Regions from separate parts of the Mus musculus genome. Here regions 1, 2, 3 and 5 are each linked to region 4. A link is a contact called in public HiChIP or PLAC-seq and promoter capture Hi-C data. All regions are on one chromosome and are shown on one strand. The core of a region is the stretch at or near the end of the contact, and the rest is flanking DNA. Distances in the headings are between cores, read along the strand shown. Region 1 overlaps Wwp2 (WW domain containing E3 ubiquitin protein ligase 2). Region 2 holds the start of Terf2 (telomeric repeat binding factor 2). Region 3 holds the start of Nqo1 (NAD(P)H dehydrogenase, quinone 1). Region 4 holds the start of Txnl4b (thioredoxin-like 4B). Region 5 has its middle 10 kb from the start of Mir140.

Region 1 (2,700 bases), core at 96-2,595, 2.1 Mb before region 4:
CTCTCTCTCTTCCTTTCTTATTAAAAAAAAAAAAAGAAAAAACAAAAAACATTTATTTAATTCTCTGTCTATTTCCTCTGTGTGGATGTTCATGTGGACTTGTGTGGAAGTTAGAGGGCATCTTTCAGGATTGTGCTCTCTCCTCTCACCGTGTGTGGCTGAGGGACCAAGGTCACTCACATCCTCAGGAGTGGCAGTGTCTCTATCTGCTGAGCCATCATCCTGCCAGGGCTCTCTTCCCCTTCTTCCCAGGAACAGGATTAATTCTCGGGCCTCACATTGACAAGGGTAGCATCTGCAGGATTTACCTCTGTGCTACAGCCCAGCCCCTTCTTATGTTTCCATCTGGAAACAAGGTCTGAGTTTAAGTTGCCCAGGTTGGCCTTGGATTTGCATCATAACCCAGGCAGGGCTTGAACTTAGTGACCTTCCTCAGTCTCCCAAGTAGCTAAGCTGAAAGCCTGTTATGCTTCATGCCATCATGCCTGGTTCTGACAGGCTTCTTTTGTTCCTTAAGTAATAAATAGTCTTTTTTTTTTTTTTTCCTGAGACAGGGTTTCTCTGTGTAGCCCTGGCTGTCTTGGAACTCACGCTGTAGACCAGGCTGGCCTCGAACTCAGAAATCTGCCTGTCTCTGCCTCCCGAGTGCTGGGATTAAAGGCGTGTGCCACCACACCTGGCGTAATAAATAGTCTTAAAAAATTAGCTAGTATAGTGGTACACACCTTTACACAGAATTTAGGAGGCTGAGACTGTTGGATCTCTGTGAGTTTGAGGTCAGCCTGGTCTACATAGTGAAACTGTCTCAAACAGAAACCAAAAAATATCCCTTTGTGTGTGCATAGAATGCAAGCATGCCAGTGTGTACACAAGGTCAGATGACAACCTTAGGTGTCTGTCCTTACCTTCCACCTTGTTTGAAGCAGGGGCTCTGTTATTTTGCTGCATATCCCAGGTTAGCAGGCCCATGAGTTTCTGGGATCCTCCCATCTCTCCATAGGCGCGCAGAGAGTACAGATGCTTGTGTACACGTCTGGCTTTTATGTGGGTTCTCGGTATTTGAACTTAGGGTTATACCTTGAGTGGCAAGCACTTTTATCCAGTGAGCTATCTCCCCAGCTCTCTGATGGGGTTCTATACGTGATGCGCACCATCTCCGTGCTTCTATTACTAAGCACCATGAATTCGCACTGAATGGGCCCTCTAATTCCAGTTGGGGCTGTCAGGCTTCTTTGTAACATTCCTCCTCTCCAGAGGAGAAGGCTGGCTCTCAGCATCCTCTGTGCGGCTTGTTCATTCCCTTGGATCTATAATGCGAAGGACAGCTTGAGATTTGCCACACTCATTCTGCAGCGCGTGCTGAAGTGAGCTTTGTTTGTAAAGCTCCTTGCTCTTGCCCACTTATGTGTAGCTCTTTTCTTTCCCCCATGTGTGTTTCTCAGATCAGAAAAAGAAAAAAAAGAAAGAAAGAAAGCAAACAGCTCCCTGTTTATTTAAACATCATATAAGCAGAAGTTTGTCACCAGGCTTTACCTCCAGAGAACAGACTAGCCACTCAGAAGTTAGCCTCCTCCCAGGCTTCCGAGCATGGAGGCTTCTAGTGGGTGGGCTGTGGTGCCCAGCAGACAGTGCGTGCATTTATTGTAAAGTAAACAGACTGCTGTTTTCCCCCACTTCCAACTTAAAGGTAAATCAAACTCCTGAACCTTGCAGGCTGACTGGGATGAGGAGAAGGAGCAATGTGAAAGGTTGCCATTCAGTTCCACAGTTTTAAATGTAACGTTGTAAAACCCTTCAGTTCTTTTATCTGACAAGGAGGGGGGGTGAAAGGGACTGTGGGGTGTGTTGAGCTGGGAGAGGCAGTGCCCAGGACACTAAGAGCTGTGAGCTGCTGTGCTTTGAGCAGGCCTCATGGTAGAGACAGATAAACCAGTCCTGCACAACCAGTTAGTTATAGTTGTGAACCTGGTAAGCCACTGAGACCAAGTGTTTCTAACTCATGGAAAGTTCATGGTAAAACTAGATCCAGAGACTTTTTCTCCTGCTCCTGGGATTAGGTGTCACCAACAGTCCTCCAGTTCACAAAAGCAGCATAAATGTGTGATGTATGTGGGTCTTTCCAAGATTAAAAATGAAAAGCATGGCCTAGTGTGATGGGTAGTTATAGTACTGCTCTTCCAGAGGACCCAAGTTTTGTTCTCAGCACCCACATGGCAGCTTACAACCATCTGCAGTTCCAGTTGTAGGGGATCTAACACCCTTTTTCATCCTCTGCAGACACCGGGTATGTGTGCAGTATACGCATAGCCATGGAAGCAAAACATTCAAACACATAAAATGAAAAAAAAAATAGCAAGAGGAAAAAAATTGAAAGAAAGCAATATAGGCTTCAAAGTTAAAAGTATTCATTTATCTTCTCATTATGTTGTAATCATGAAAGCTTAATTCAATGTGTTTTGAATTCTGTTTATATTATTTAGAAATTGTAGCTATAAGTGGATCCATATGTAGTTACTCTTCAACTTAAGAGATAATGCCAGGGTAAACCTTTCTCAGGCTAAGAATTTTTTAAGCTGAACTTGAATTTAATGCCCCAAACCCATTGAGCATCCTAGCACATAAGCACAGCCCACAGCCTGCTGCTTGGCAGCTGTGGTTTCCCTTCCCCCACTAAGGGGAGTAGACTGTACTGCATCTCAC
Region 2 (2,700 bases), core at 44-2,543, 2.5 Mb before region 4:
TTATGTCCTTGATATATGGTTCAAATTCCAATCAACATATTTCTTTTTTGTTTTTCAAGACAGGGTTTCTCTGTGTAGCCTTGGCTGTCCTGAAACTGGATCTGTAGCCCAGGCTGGCCTCGAACTCAGAAATCCACCTGCCTCTGCCTCCCAAATGCTGGGATTAAAGGTGTGCACTACCACTGCCCGGCTGGCTTCAACGTATTTTAAGTGACTATCTTTCAATACTTTTTAATACAGCTCAATTATAACATATATGTTTGCCTCCAAAATCCAGAATAACACAACTTCCTCAGATACAAGGGGCCAACAATGAAGAGAGTTTGTTAAGTAGCTGCCAAGTTCAACTTGTGTGTGGATGGGAGAGTGTTCCCACTTTACTATTTGGAGGAAGAGGGAGAAAGATGTGTCCTTATTGACGTAACTTACTTGTAGCAATAAAAATGGGTGTGCAATTAACAGGTGGGAGAAAACAAAACAAAAGACAGCCAAGAAACTTTAACTGGAGAAAACCGGAATTAGAGAATTCAACCACTGTTGAATGAAAAAGCCCTCCGCGGTGGAACCAGTAGTGCACTTTAACCCGGAATCTTTCAGTTCCGGATGTTAAGTTTGAAAATAACAAAACCCTACGTAAGTAAGCCCAGAAAAGAACACACAAAAAATAGCCGTACCTAAATTTTCTCCTTCTTCAATGCGCGACAGACACTGCATAACCCGCAGCAACCGGGACACCGTATGCTCCTTCCCCAAGGGCCTGACAAGCAACGCTGGGAAAGAAGACATGGTTGGCTCCGCGAGCCCCGGACCCCAAGTCATGCCCCCCAAAACCATGTCCTCCTCCCCGCGGCCCGAGCCGGCTCTCACCCTGCATGATGTCCCGGATCTGCCTGAAGTCCCGGTACCGGCTACTCCGAAAGGCCCGCAGCGCCTCGTGGAAATAGAACTTGAGCACCCAGCGGTTGACCGCCTCCTCCAGGCGAGCTTCCCCCGCGCCCCGCTCGGCCGCGCCTCCCAACCCTGGCTCGTGTCGCCCCCGTCGAGCCCGCCCGCCGCTGCGCGATGCCCGTCGGCTCGCCGCCCGCCCGCTGCTATCGCTGCTCCCGCCTCCTCCCGCCATCGTGTTCGACCGCCGCTCGCCCTCCCCGCCCTCCCCGCCCTCCCGACTGGGCCGTTTCCTTGGCTGTGACGCCATCGGGTCACGCACAACGCCCGGGCCGGAAGCAGGGCCCGCTGTCCCGGCTCCCGCAGCCATGATACCGACGGGGTTCCGAGCCGCCCGCGGGCTTCTGGGAGGGAAAGGACCGAGGCGGCGGGGGGTCTACCCACCTCCTCGGCATCCGTAGTTCCTCTTGTGTCTGCTGCAATGCTTGCTGGGGATTGGAGTCCACACAGCCCAGCCAGGCGCGCTATTTTGAAGACTACGCTGCAGACTTGGGACAGTGTAAAGAATATGAAAAATAAGCGCGTGCATAATGTTAGACATTTCGCAAATTGTGAAAAGCAGTACAGTAGAAAGAAATTACTTTGTTTTGTTTTGACACAGAGTCTCACTGTGTATCCCTGGTTGGCTTGGAACTCAAGACATAGAACTCTGCCTCTGTGTTGCAGTGCTGAGATAGTGCCAACATGGCCAGCCTTTTTTTTTTTTTTTTTTTTTTTTACTTTTTTTCTTTTTAAAACATAGGTTTGTTCTGGGAATCAACGGAGGTCCTCGCCATTCTAGAGCAAGCACTTTATCAACCGTGCACTGTCCCCAGCCACCTAGTAAAAATGTATTCTAAGACAGGCCCTGCAAAGTTACCCAGGCTAGTTTTGAACTCATGTCAGAGCCCATCCACAACATGGCTTTGGAGCCACTCTCTAAAGCAATCCTAGCTATGGTAATCCAAGCTGCTTGGTGATTCCAGCCTGTTTGCCTTACTTAACAGGAGCTAAACTATCTGCCTTGATATCCTGACAGGTCTGCTTCTTATTGTGTAAACCTTGAACAAGTTACTTCTCCGTTTGTGTACCTGTGCCCCTTTCTGTCAAGTGGACATCGTGAGGATTGTATTAAAATGAACTGAGTTACTATTTCTGGTTCCTGTAGCTCAGGGTTCAACAAATTGTGTGTGTGTGTGTGTGTGTGTGTGTGTGTGTGTGTGTATACACAGAGATCCAAGGATAACTTTTAGAAGTTGGTTTTTGCCTTTCATTATGTGGATCCTAGGGACTGAAATCAGGTCATCTGGCTTAGTCTCTGGCAAGCATCTTTATCCACTGAACCATCTATCTTGTTGCTCCTGGATTCCAATTGCTTTTCATGAACTCATCCAGAGCATGCTTGGACAATCTATTTTTGTTTACAAAAAAAAAAAAAAATCTGATTTTTAAGTTTGGTGCAGTGGTCCATGTCTTTACACCCAGTGTAAAAGTTATAGCTCTGAGGGGAAAGTATCTTGGCAGTCAAGAACCAAGGAATATCACAAAGTCACACTATACGACAAACCTCACACACAAGAAATTTACTGGGAAGGAAGGAAGACTCAGGCTCAGGCGAGAGGCAGCTGGATACTGAGTAGAAGGCAGGGTTTATGTGGGGTTTCTTGGGGTGAGAGTGGAGCAGGGCAAGTTTTCAAGTCCAGAGCTTGAGTTTTTTTACTCTGTAGGGTGAGGGCTGGCTGGGTCCAGCCATTAGAGTGGTTAGAGTGTTCTGTG
Region 3 (2,700 bases), core at 47-2,546, 2.2 Mb before region 4:
GTGCATTTGCAGAGTCTGAAATAGTTTTAAAGGGAAAGGAACTCCAAAAAGTTAAGTCCCGCCCCAACAGAGGAAACACCTAAACCTAATTGCTGCCCAGAACTCAGAGCCAGGCCCTGTTGGGAAGTACTTAGCCCTGGAGGCTACTTGGCCAAGAACGCAGTAGATGCCAGTCAAACACTAGACAATAATGTGGTGGTAACTGCCAAGGACTCTCCCCTGCCTTCCCCTGGGCTGATGGCAAAGTGAGGAGACTGTCACAAAAATGGACCAATTAACAAATCGGATTTCCTGCTCCAGGGTCACAGTAGAAACTTTCCAGAGCCAGGTAGACTGGAATTAGGCTCCGATTCTGTTACACTCCTTCTCAGCTACGCTCCCTGTACCCATCTCCACATCTTCCCGTTTTGTTTCACAAAGTGGTGATACCCCTTTTAAAAATCTGCGGTTTGGTTTGTTAGTTTGTTTGAGACAGTCTCTCTTCATTATGTAGCTCTGACTGTCCCGAAACTGGATCTATAGACCAGGCTACCTTGGAACTTAAAAGAAATTTGCCTGCCTTTGCCTCCAGGGTGCCACCAAGCCCAGCAGTGGTCCCTGTAAATTGCCTGCTTGCATTTCTAAATGTTAGCAACGTATTTCCAAATGGTTAAATACTATCTGGCCTAGGTTGGGGATGTGCACAGAGCTCAGGTGGTAGAGAGTTTGTCTAGTATGCAGGAAGTCCTGGTTTCAATTCAATTCCCAGAGCCGTAGAAATCAGGCGTGGTGATATGCACTTAGAATCCTGGCACTTAGGCAGTGGAGGCAATAAGACCCCAAGTTCAAGGCTATCCTTCACTATACAGCAGCTTTAAGGCCAACCTAGGACACATGTTACCCTTTTTCTAAATAGTCCAAACGCGGTACAGGGAGTGGCAGCTCTGTTAAGGAACGGTGTAGAAGGGGCAATGCTAGAGTTGCCCACGGGTGAACTTGGGCTGCAGAATAATCTGCATCGCTGGTTCTGAGAAGAAGTTCTCCTTCCAGAGACTAACCGAGGCTCATCCAGGTTCCTAACCACCTCACTTTTCCTCTTTGAGGCAAGGAACAAAACTCACAGCCAGCCCCTACATCCTCCTCAGAGTAAATCAGACTGGAGTTGGCGCCACACTCACCCGCCATGGCTCCAGATGTTGAGGGAGGATCGTAATACCGAACGCTGATTGGCTGAGCAGCTGGTTGCCAAGACGACCCTAAAGCTCTTCGGAGAGATCCTTAGGGCTGGCTACAGGCTAGGCTAGTAAGAGCTGAGCCTTGGGGTATGGGCTGAGCGAAGGCTTTATATCCTGCTTATGCCCGCCCAGCCCACTGTGCAGAGCAGCCAGCGAGGGCGGGGCTGGACTCCAGAACCCAGAGGCATCTTGGGAAGATACCAAGTTTTTGGCAGGGAGAAGCAGTTTGGGGCTGGACTAGGACTCCTGTATATGGAAGTCAAAAGGGTTCCCCGGGAGCAAGGGAGTGAGAGAGAATTTGAGGATATGGGGACATATTGAATAAATTCATCTGCTCCCTGTCCCAAGACCTCCTGGGTACAAAATGGAAATTTCCAACAGAATTTTTCGAGCTTCGTGGGACCTGCCTACATAATCAGCCTGTGTAGATTAGTCCTCACTCAGCCGTGGGAAGTCACCTTTGCACGCTAGGGGAAGGGTGGGGCAGCAAAACGGATGGGCTCAAATTTTGCCGACTCACTGTGACTCTAGACTGAAAGTTCAGAGAGACTTGTCCTCGTGTGAAATGAATTCGTGCTGCGTTCTGCTCTTAGAAACTGCAAAAACTGCTCCCTGGGTATACACACTTGGGTCTCCTCAACTTTGCCCCCGGTGACCAGGTAACGGGGAACTCATCTGTGCGACTCTCTAGGAAGCCAGAGCAAAGCTGGCAGGAGACAGCAGCCACAGGGAAGTGTTTCTCTGTGTAGCCCTGGCTGTCCTGGAACTCACTCTGTAGACCAGGCTGGCCTCGAACTCAGAAATCCACCTGCCTCTGCCTCCCAAGTGCTGGGATTAAAGGAGTGCGCCACCACGACTAGTACATGCTTTTAATCCCATCACTTGGGTGCCAGAAGCAGGCAGATCTCTGAGTTTAAGGCCAGACTGGTCCACATAGCTAGTGCTAGAACAACAGCCAGGGCTACATAGGTGAGACCCTGTCTCAAAAACAGAGAAAGAAAGAAAAAGGGTTGGAATAAAGACCCTACATGTATGTGTGTGCCTTGGTCAAGCTCCCAAAGTAGGGTAGACATTATAACAGATTGCCATCATTAAAAGAGCTCAACTTTCCTGTTATCTGATAAATTCTGACAGTGAGGGAAAGACACACGTGCAGTCTCCTGTGGTGACAGGCTAGTGACAGCCCTTGTGATGGATCTCAGTGGAGTCTCATTCCGGTTAGGGCAAAGCCGAAGTAACACAATGGGCTATAAGAGGGAAGAAAGAAATATCAGCTGCAGCAGGCAAAGAGACCAAGGACAATTTTTAAAGCAACGCACTTCCCAAACAAAGAAAAGGTGAGAACTTATTAGGGAGGCAGATTCTTGTTCCTATGGGGGAGGTACTTTGGGGAGGGTACATTCCTGCACATGCCCAGTTTGCACCACAAAGCTTTATCTGGAAATAAAAGGATACCCTGAAGGTTTCTTAACACAGGGACCCTTGA
Region 4 (2,700 bases), core at 190-2,689:
GAGACTGTAAGACCTCCCAGGTGTTTGGCTGATGTCAAATTCATCTTTATCTAACACCACCCGATTATAAGCTTGGACCTATGTTGGACATGTAGTTAATTATTCTCATTCCGATTAAGTTTATAAAGCATGAGAACTGTGACTTTTGAATCTAGACTTCTTTTGCTGTGTTCTAATTAACATGCACAGCTCTCCCAAGGGGCGCTGCAACACAATGTGGATGAAGAAGCAAAAGTTTCCCGAGGTAGAAGAGAGAAACAAAGTCGCATCTTATATGCATATTAAGAAATCTTGACAGGAAGGCTGAGATACAACGACTTACATCCTAAAGTGTCATTTGCATGCAAGCAGAGACTACTGTCTGTCTTGTTAACAAATGGCAAAGTAAAAACCTGATTAGATATCATTTATTGAAAGCGAACAGGAAGTCAGACATTTCTCTGGACAGGAAATTATTCACAACACAGGACAAGGAAGGACTTAATTAGCGGCTCAAAATAGCAAATAAAGCGGTCCACGGCCAGACTATGGAGAAACATCGGTGACAAAGAAGCCACAATGGACTTCTCAGGTTAGCAACTGCTTACTGCATGCGTCGTTAATCCACTTGCTATTCTCAACAATACCGATAAAGGAAAAACAAGAGCCCTTTCCTCTTAGGGTTAATACTCTACTTATAGATTATCCGCCAGATCTAGTGGAGACTCTTCAGTGAGACAGGAGGAAGGCACCAGAAGCCCTACCCAGGCTCTCCAACTATCGGGTACCAGGTTCGCGTACTGCCCTAAACGAGGGCACAGGGAGGACCCCTGAATCTCCGTGGGGCCGTTCCCAAACACCGGGATGAGACCAGAACATGGACAAAGTCCGGAGAAGGCTGAATGAACTTCTCCGCTCAAGCAAATAGAGAAACTTGGGTAACAAGGACTAGAGGAACTCTGAAATCAGGGCCCAAACAGAAGCCGCGAGCCGACACCGGCCGCCTGGAGCCGCCATGGCTGCCGAAGGACAGATCTGGAAAGAGAAAGAGACGCTCACCTCACCAAGCACGACTCTCGAGGCCTTCGGTTCCTGATCTGGAGACGCCAGCGCGGCCACCGCTCGATCCGAGGGTCTCAAAGAGGCAAATTCCGCTGTTTGAAAGCGGCCATCATCGTCCCATAATGCCCTGCGCGGAGCCTTCTATCCGTCCAAAAAGACCATCGAGAGCAGCCCACAAATCCAGGGTTCCGGGACGCCAGAGTGCAACCCCGCGAACAGGCCTTCCGAGCCTCAGTCTCTTCCTCTGGGTTCAGAGTCTCCTTGCGACCAATCGCGCTTGGCGTAAGAGTCAACACCCCGCCTCTGGCTCGGGGGTGTGCAAGGGAGGACAACACGAGACCGGCCATGTTTACTAAGGGCGGAAATGACGTCACTTCCTGTCGCTGGCGGCCAGTGCAAAGTGGAAAGGAACTAAAATAATCTTGTCGGATTACCGGACTATTGACTGGGGCGCGCGGTGGCACGTTCGTTTTCTGCGTCCGTGTTTCTCACTTCCGTTTGGGAGGATTTTTTTTTTTTTTTTTTTTTTTTTTTCCTGTCGGAGGAAGCGTTTCTAAGGATACAGCCCAGGTTAGTTGGGGTCTTTCCCAGGATGGCAGTGAGGAAAGAGGCAGTTGTGCCCTAGCTAACCGGTGGAGGAGCCCGGGTTGCTGACATGTAGACCGAAGTGTCCTCCATGGCACCTGTGAACCAGGGGGAACCCAACCACCAGGTTCTTATCAAAAACATGCGTTGGGTGTTTTGTAGACGTCAGCCCTGACGTAGATTAAAGTGACATACCGCTGTAATCCCAGCAGTTGTGAGGTTTAGGCATAAAGATTGCCACAAGTTTGAGGCCACTCTGGGGTACTAAGCGAGATCCTTGGAAAATAAGTTCATGTTCAGATATGTCCTTTGGTTATATCTTAGGATGCTTATTTCCATTATCCTATGAAAGCATTACACGTTAAGTTTCTACAAAAAAGAAGAATCAGACTTTACATACTGCTTCCGAATCTTTTCTTAGTAGCTGTATAAGATAGTTCGCAAGACTACTACTATCAGTGCCCTGTTGACAGACATGAACATAGGTCTTTGTGTCTATGTTCATATTCTCAAAAGTAGAGCTGTTGTGTAAAGAGGAGGCCAGTTTTCTTTCCAAAGAGCTTTTGCATCCAAATTCCAACGAAGTAGGCATGCCTCCGCTCTCTCTCCATTCTGAGTGTTACCGTCTCACTTGGTGTTTGTAGACTCAATGCATTTCTTAAATCTGCCTTTTAACTTGCTATCCTTTGTCTACGTGCAAAACTTGGCTTTCCAAATGTGTTTAGTGTTCATAATTTTTATGATTCTCCATTTGCATCCCTCATGCGAACACTGTCTTGGATGTGGTGTCGCTTTCCCCCTCCTTCCAACATCTGGCCTGTAGCACACCGACCCTCTCTGGTGACACGCCACACTCCCCCTTCCTCTTTTTATTACTAGTACGGGATTTGCTTACGTGAATTCTAACGGCGAGACGGGTCCAAATTCTCTTTGTGTTTCTCTTTCATCAGTAATTTGTTCTACACTCACAGTTGATGAAACCCCTCCTGGAAGTCAGCTTCCCTATTTAAAGGGTGACCTACAGGCTGGAGAGATGGCTCAGAGGTTGAGACCACTGACTGCTCTTCCACATGA
Region 5 (2,700 bases), core at 118-2,617, 2.0 Mb before region 4:
TTTAAAGCCAAACATGCATGAGCTAGACCACCATCGGATGCCTAGATATCAAATGACTCCCACGTTCTGTGTTGATTCCAGGAGACAGAGACTGGCTGCCTTGCAGTTTTACTGACCAGTTCACCTCTGTCAGTTCCAAAGCCTTCTCCCTTTCTCATTCCCCCACCCCCGTCTTATTTTGGGGCGTGAGGACTTAAAAACAGGTCTGTGTTCTAGCTAAGTACACAAAACCTAGCTCTTTGCCCTTCCAAAGGGTTCTTTTCCCACTTGCTGAGGAAACATTATATTTTGATAAAATTATGAGGAACTTTCACCTGATACACAAAAGTTTCATAGTAAAGTTTTTGTTGTTTTGTTTTCTTGAGATAGGATCACACTATATAGCCTGGCTGTCTGGGAACTCACTATGTAGACCAGGGTAGTGCCAAACTCCACAGCATTCTGCCTCTATGGTGCCAAGCTGTTGAGTGACTTCTTTCATTAATGAGATGTGGGTGGCACTTCTCATGTTGGTCACCATGGGTTTCATTCCTTCACTGTCACGTGTCATTCATACCGTGAATGTTCTGTAGCAGACCCATTGCATTCCTGAGGTGAGCTGCGCGCTGATGGTCCAGCCGCTTGCCAGTGTCTGCGTAGCTTTGTCCTATGACCTCAGGCGGGCCCCTAGGAGACACTCCTGGAAGCTAGATTGGTGTGCACAGGAGGGTTTCTTAGGTTTTGAGACAGTTCTTGCCGTGAGGCACAGCTTGGGGCTTGATCCTCTTGCTCTGTCCCAACCACTGGGATAGCAGACACACAAACACACACATACACCCATACCCAAGCACACTTTTGTTTTAAAAATGTAAAATGTTCAAATTCAGACACACAAATGGTCTGTGCCCAAAGGTCCCCAACACTCTTTGGTCCCTCAGCCATTTTGGTCCCAGTCAGTTGCTTTCAGTACTGGAGCTATTCAGACCTGTCACCACACCAGCAACTCCCCATTGTTAGGTCTCAGGCCCTCCAGATGACTTCTGGTGGAGAAATGAAAACCTCTGGGACTTGTGAAATGAGTGTTCCACCCTCAAAGGTTGTCCCTCGCCACAGCTACTCTTCGTACTTAGAACCCTCCCGACGTGTGCTCTCAGTATTTTCTAGTCTCTGCTCTCTGGTGTGCACTCTCTCTCCCTTCCCCTCTCCTCTCCACCTTCCCCACCACCCCACTACCACCACCCCCACCCCACCCCCGTGCCTTCTCTCCTGCTTCCTAACTCTGGCCATGTCCCATCTGCTTTCATTTCTTCCCAGATGCTTTCTAATCGTCTTTAATGGAGAGGTCACGTCAGCAGTTTCTTTACTGTGCCCCACACACACTCGTGACCTCGTCAGGCATGGGCTACAGTGTCTGGTTTCCCTTTCCTGTCTTCCGATTACCCTTACTTACGCTGTGTAGCAGCACGTTATAAATGCTTCCCGTTTCCCCAGTTTGAGCCTTGCTTAGTGCTTTGCACAGTCAGCCTCTGACCGAAAGCATCGAGATCTAGGCTTTAAACTGGGCTTCTATTTTGTGCGGCTTTATTGTTATTTACATCAGAAAAGTGAAGCAAGAATTTGCTGTGCCATTTTGGAAGCCTCGGTTTGATTTCTTTCGGCTTTGTTGTAACTCTCTGTGCATGGGGGTGGGGGGTACATGTGAGTACTAGGCTGCAAGCCCCTGTATGTGCACATGCTGTGGACAGAGCAAGTGTCTCCCGCTGCAGCTCCGCACAGTTGCTGGTTTGAGATGGGCTGTCATGGAGCCAGAAGCTGTTTTAGCAAAGCAGGTTGGCCAGCCGGCCAGCTCCCACATCTGCCTGTCTCTGCCTCTCAATGCTGGGGCGGCAAGTTCTGAGCAGCCATTCAAGCTTTTTGCATGGGTGCTGGACATTCAGGCTCAGGTCCTCAAGCATTCTGACCCACTGAGACACCTCCCCAGCCCTGTTCATTTTTGAGACAAGCGCTCATTCAGGTTAACCCAGGTTAACCCCAAACTTGTTCCGTAGCTGAGGCTGGCTTTGAACAGCTGCTTCTCCTGCCTTCACCTCAAGAGTGATGACGTCAGGAGCACATGCCTTGGCAGGTGTAACAGATTTATAAGATTTTTGTTACATTTTAAACTAATTTATGGGGGGAGGGGGCACCCATGCCCTTGCATAAGTGTGGAGGTCAGAGGACAACTTGCAGGTGGGTTCAGAGAATCAATCAAATCAAAATCAGCCTTGGTGGCAAGCGCCTTTACCTCCTAAGCTGTTTCCCCTGCTCCACTCGCCCTCTTCCGTGCAGGGTCTCAGGGATCCCAGGCTGGCCTTGAACTTGCTAGCGAGCCGAGAATGACCTTGACCTTTGTTTTTCCCTCCCTCGGCTTCCAAGTGCTGGGCTTGCACAACAGAGGCTGGGGGCTGAGCTCTGGGCTTTGTGAATAATAGGCAAGCACACGCAATATCAACGGAGCTACATCCTCAGCTCCCATTCCAATGTCTTCATTGTAGCAACCAAGTGACACAAGCAAACCACAAAAAGAAAAACACGAAGGTTCCATTTATATGAAGTGGCCAGAACTGCAGATAAAAAGTAAATAGTAATTGCCAAGAGTGGGGGAAGGGGGTTGCTGTCTACTGGATATAAATTTCAGGGTGTTTTTATTGTTTGTTTAGTTTGGGTTGTTTTTTCTCTTGT

The links. Promoter capture Hi-C pulls out the DNA fragments that hold promoters and counts their contacts. HiChIP or PLAC-seq counts read pairs in DNA pulled down with a chosen protein or histone mark.
Region 1: an H3K4me3 HiChIP or PLAC-seq map of embryonic limb bud shows a contact between it and region 4, with 6 times the contacts expected there. The contact joins the enhancer-like site here to the promoter of Txnl4b in region 4. A contact is called at or near these places in 8 of 39 promoter capture datasets (the 3T3-L1 cell line, cranial neural crest, frontonasal cranial neural crest and 5 more), 5 of 115 datasets of contacts at active chromatin or transcription factors (astrocytes, embryonic forebrain, embryonic limb bud and 2 more) and 1 of 9 other capture datasets (liver).
Region 2: a contact with region 4 is called in an H3K4me3 HiChIP or PLAC-seq map of pro-B cells, with 9 times the contacts expected there. The contact joins the promoter of Terf2 here to the promoter of Txnl4b in region 4. A contact is called at or near these places in 4 of 39 promoter capture datasets (hippocampal neurons, maxillary cranial neural crest, pre-B cells and 1 more) and 2 of 115 datasets of contacts at active chromatin or transcription factors (embryonic forebrain and pro-B cells).
Region 3: a promoter capture Hi-C map of stem cell-derived epiblast-like cells shows a contact between it and region 4, with 3 times the contacts expected there. The contact joins the promoter of Nqo1 here to the promoter of Txnl4b in region 4. A contact is called at or near these places in 8 of 39 promoter capture datasets (the 3T3-L1 cell line, cranial neural crest, frontonasal cranial neural crest and 5 more), 3 of 115 datasets of contacts at active chromatin or transcription factors (embryonic limb bud, embryonic midbrain and stem cell-derived neural progenitor cells) and 1 of 9 other capture datasets (embryonic stem cells).
Region 5: a contact with region 4 is called in an H3K27ac HiChIP or PLAC-seq map of microglia, with 5 times the contacts expected there. The contact joins the enhancer-like site here to the promoter of Txnl4b in region 4. A contact is called at or near these places in 8 of 39 promoter capture datasets (the C10 cell line, cranial neural crest, frontonasal cranial neural crest and 5 more), 1 of 15 datasets of contacts at CTCF or cohesin (large pre-B cells), 1 of 484 Hi-C or Micro-C datasets (B cells), 5 of 115 datasets of contacts at active chromatin or transcription factors (acute myeloid leukemia, differentiating embryonic stem cells, extraembryonic endoderm stem cells and 2 more) and 2 of 9 other capture datasets (embryonic stem cells and liver).

Annotation. Positions count from the first base shown.
Region 1 is chr8:107,463,921-107,466,620 of GRCm38.p6, forward strand. All of the region lies in intron 4 of Wwp2 (WW domain containing E3 ubiquitin protein ligase 2), which reads left to right. Among named protein-coding and RNA genes, the nearest start is that of Gm39241, 16 kb to the left of the region's middle. Within about 2 kb of position 1,346, at least 15 of the 459 cell types and tissues checked have an H3K27ac peak or open chromatin away from gene starts, as enhancers often do. A contact at or near this core is called in embryonic limb bud, where this site is marked.
Region 2 is chr8:107,095,255-107,097,954 of GRCm38.p6, forward strand. Terf2 (telomeric repeat binding factor 2) reads right to left here and starts at 1,294. Exons shown (of 10, transcript NM_001371065.1): 1 at 868-1,294; 2 at 675-770. The coding sequence starts at 1,255. Mir7075 (microRNA 7075) reads right to left here and starts at 852; the gene lies at 771-852.
Region 3 is chr8:107,401,909-107,404,608 of GRCm38.p6, forward strand. Nqo1 (NAD(P)H dehydrogenase, quinone 1) reads right to left here and starts at 1,297. Exons shown (of 6, transcript NM_008706.5): 1 at 1,158-1,297. The coding sequence starts at 1,164.
Region 4 is chr8:109,564,453-109,567,152 of GRCm38.p6, forward strand. Txnl4b (thioredoxin-like 4B) reads left to right here and starts at 1,440. Exons shown (of 4, transcript NM_175646.4): 1 at 1,440-1,611. Dhx38 (DEAH (Asp-Glu-Ala-His) box polypeptide 38) reads right to left here and starts at 1,409. Exons shown (of 27, transcript NM_178380.2): 1 at 1,039-1,409.
Region 5 is chr8:107,559,969-107,562,668 of GRCm38.p6, forward strand. No RefSeq gene overlaps it. Among named protein-coding and RNA genes, the nearest start is that of Mir140, 10 kb to the left of the region's middle. Within about 2 kb of position 1,368, at least 126 of the 459 cell types and tissues checked have an H3K27ac peak or open chromatin away from gene starts, as enhancers often do. A contact at or near this core is called in acute myeloid leukemia, hematopoietic stem and progenitor cells, microglia and 1 more, where this site is marked.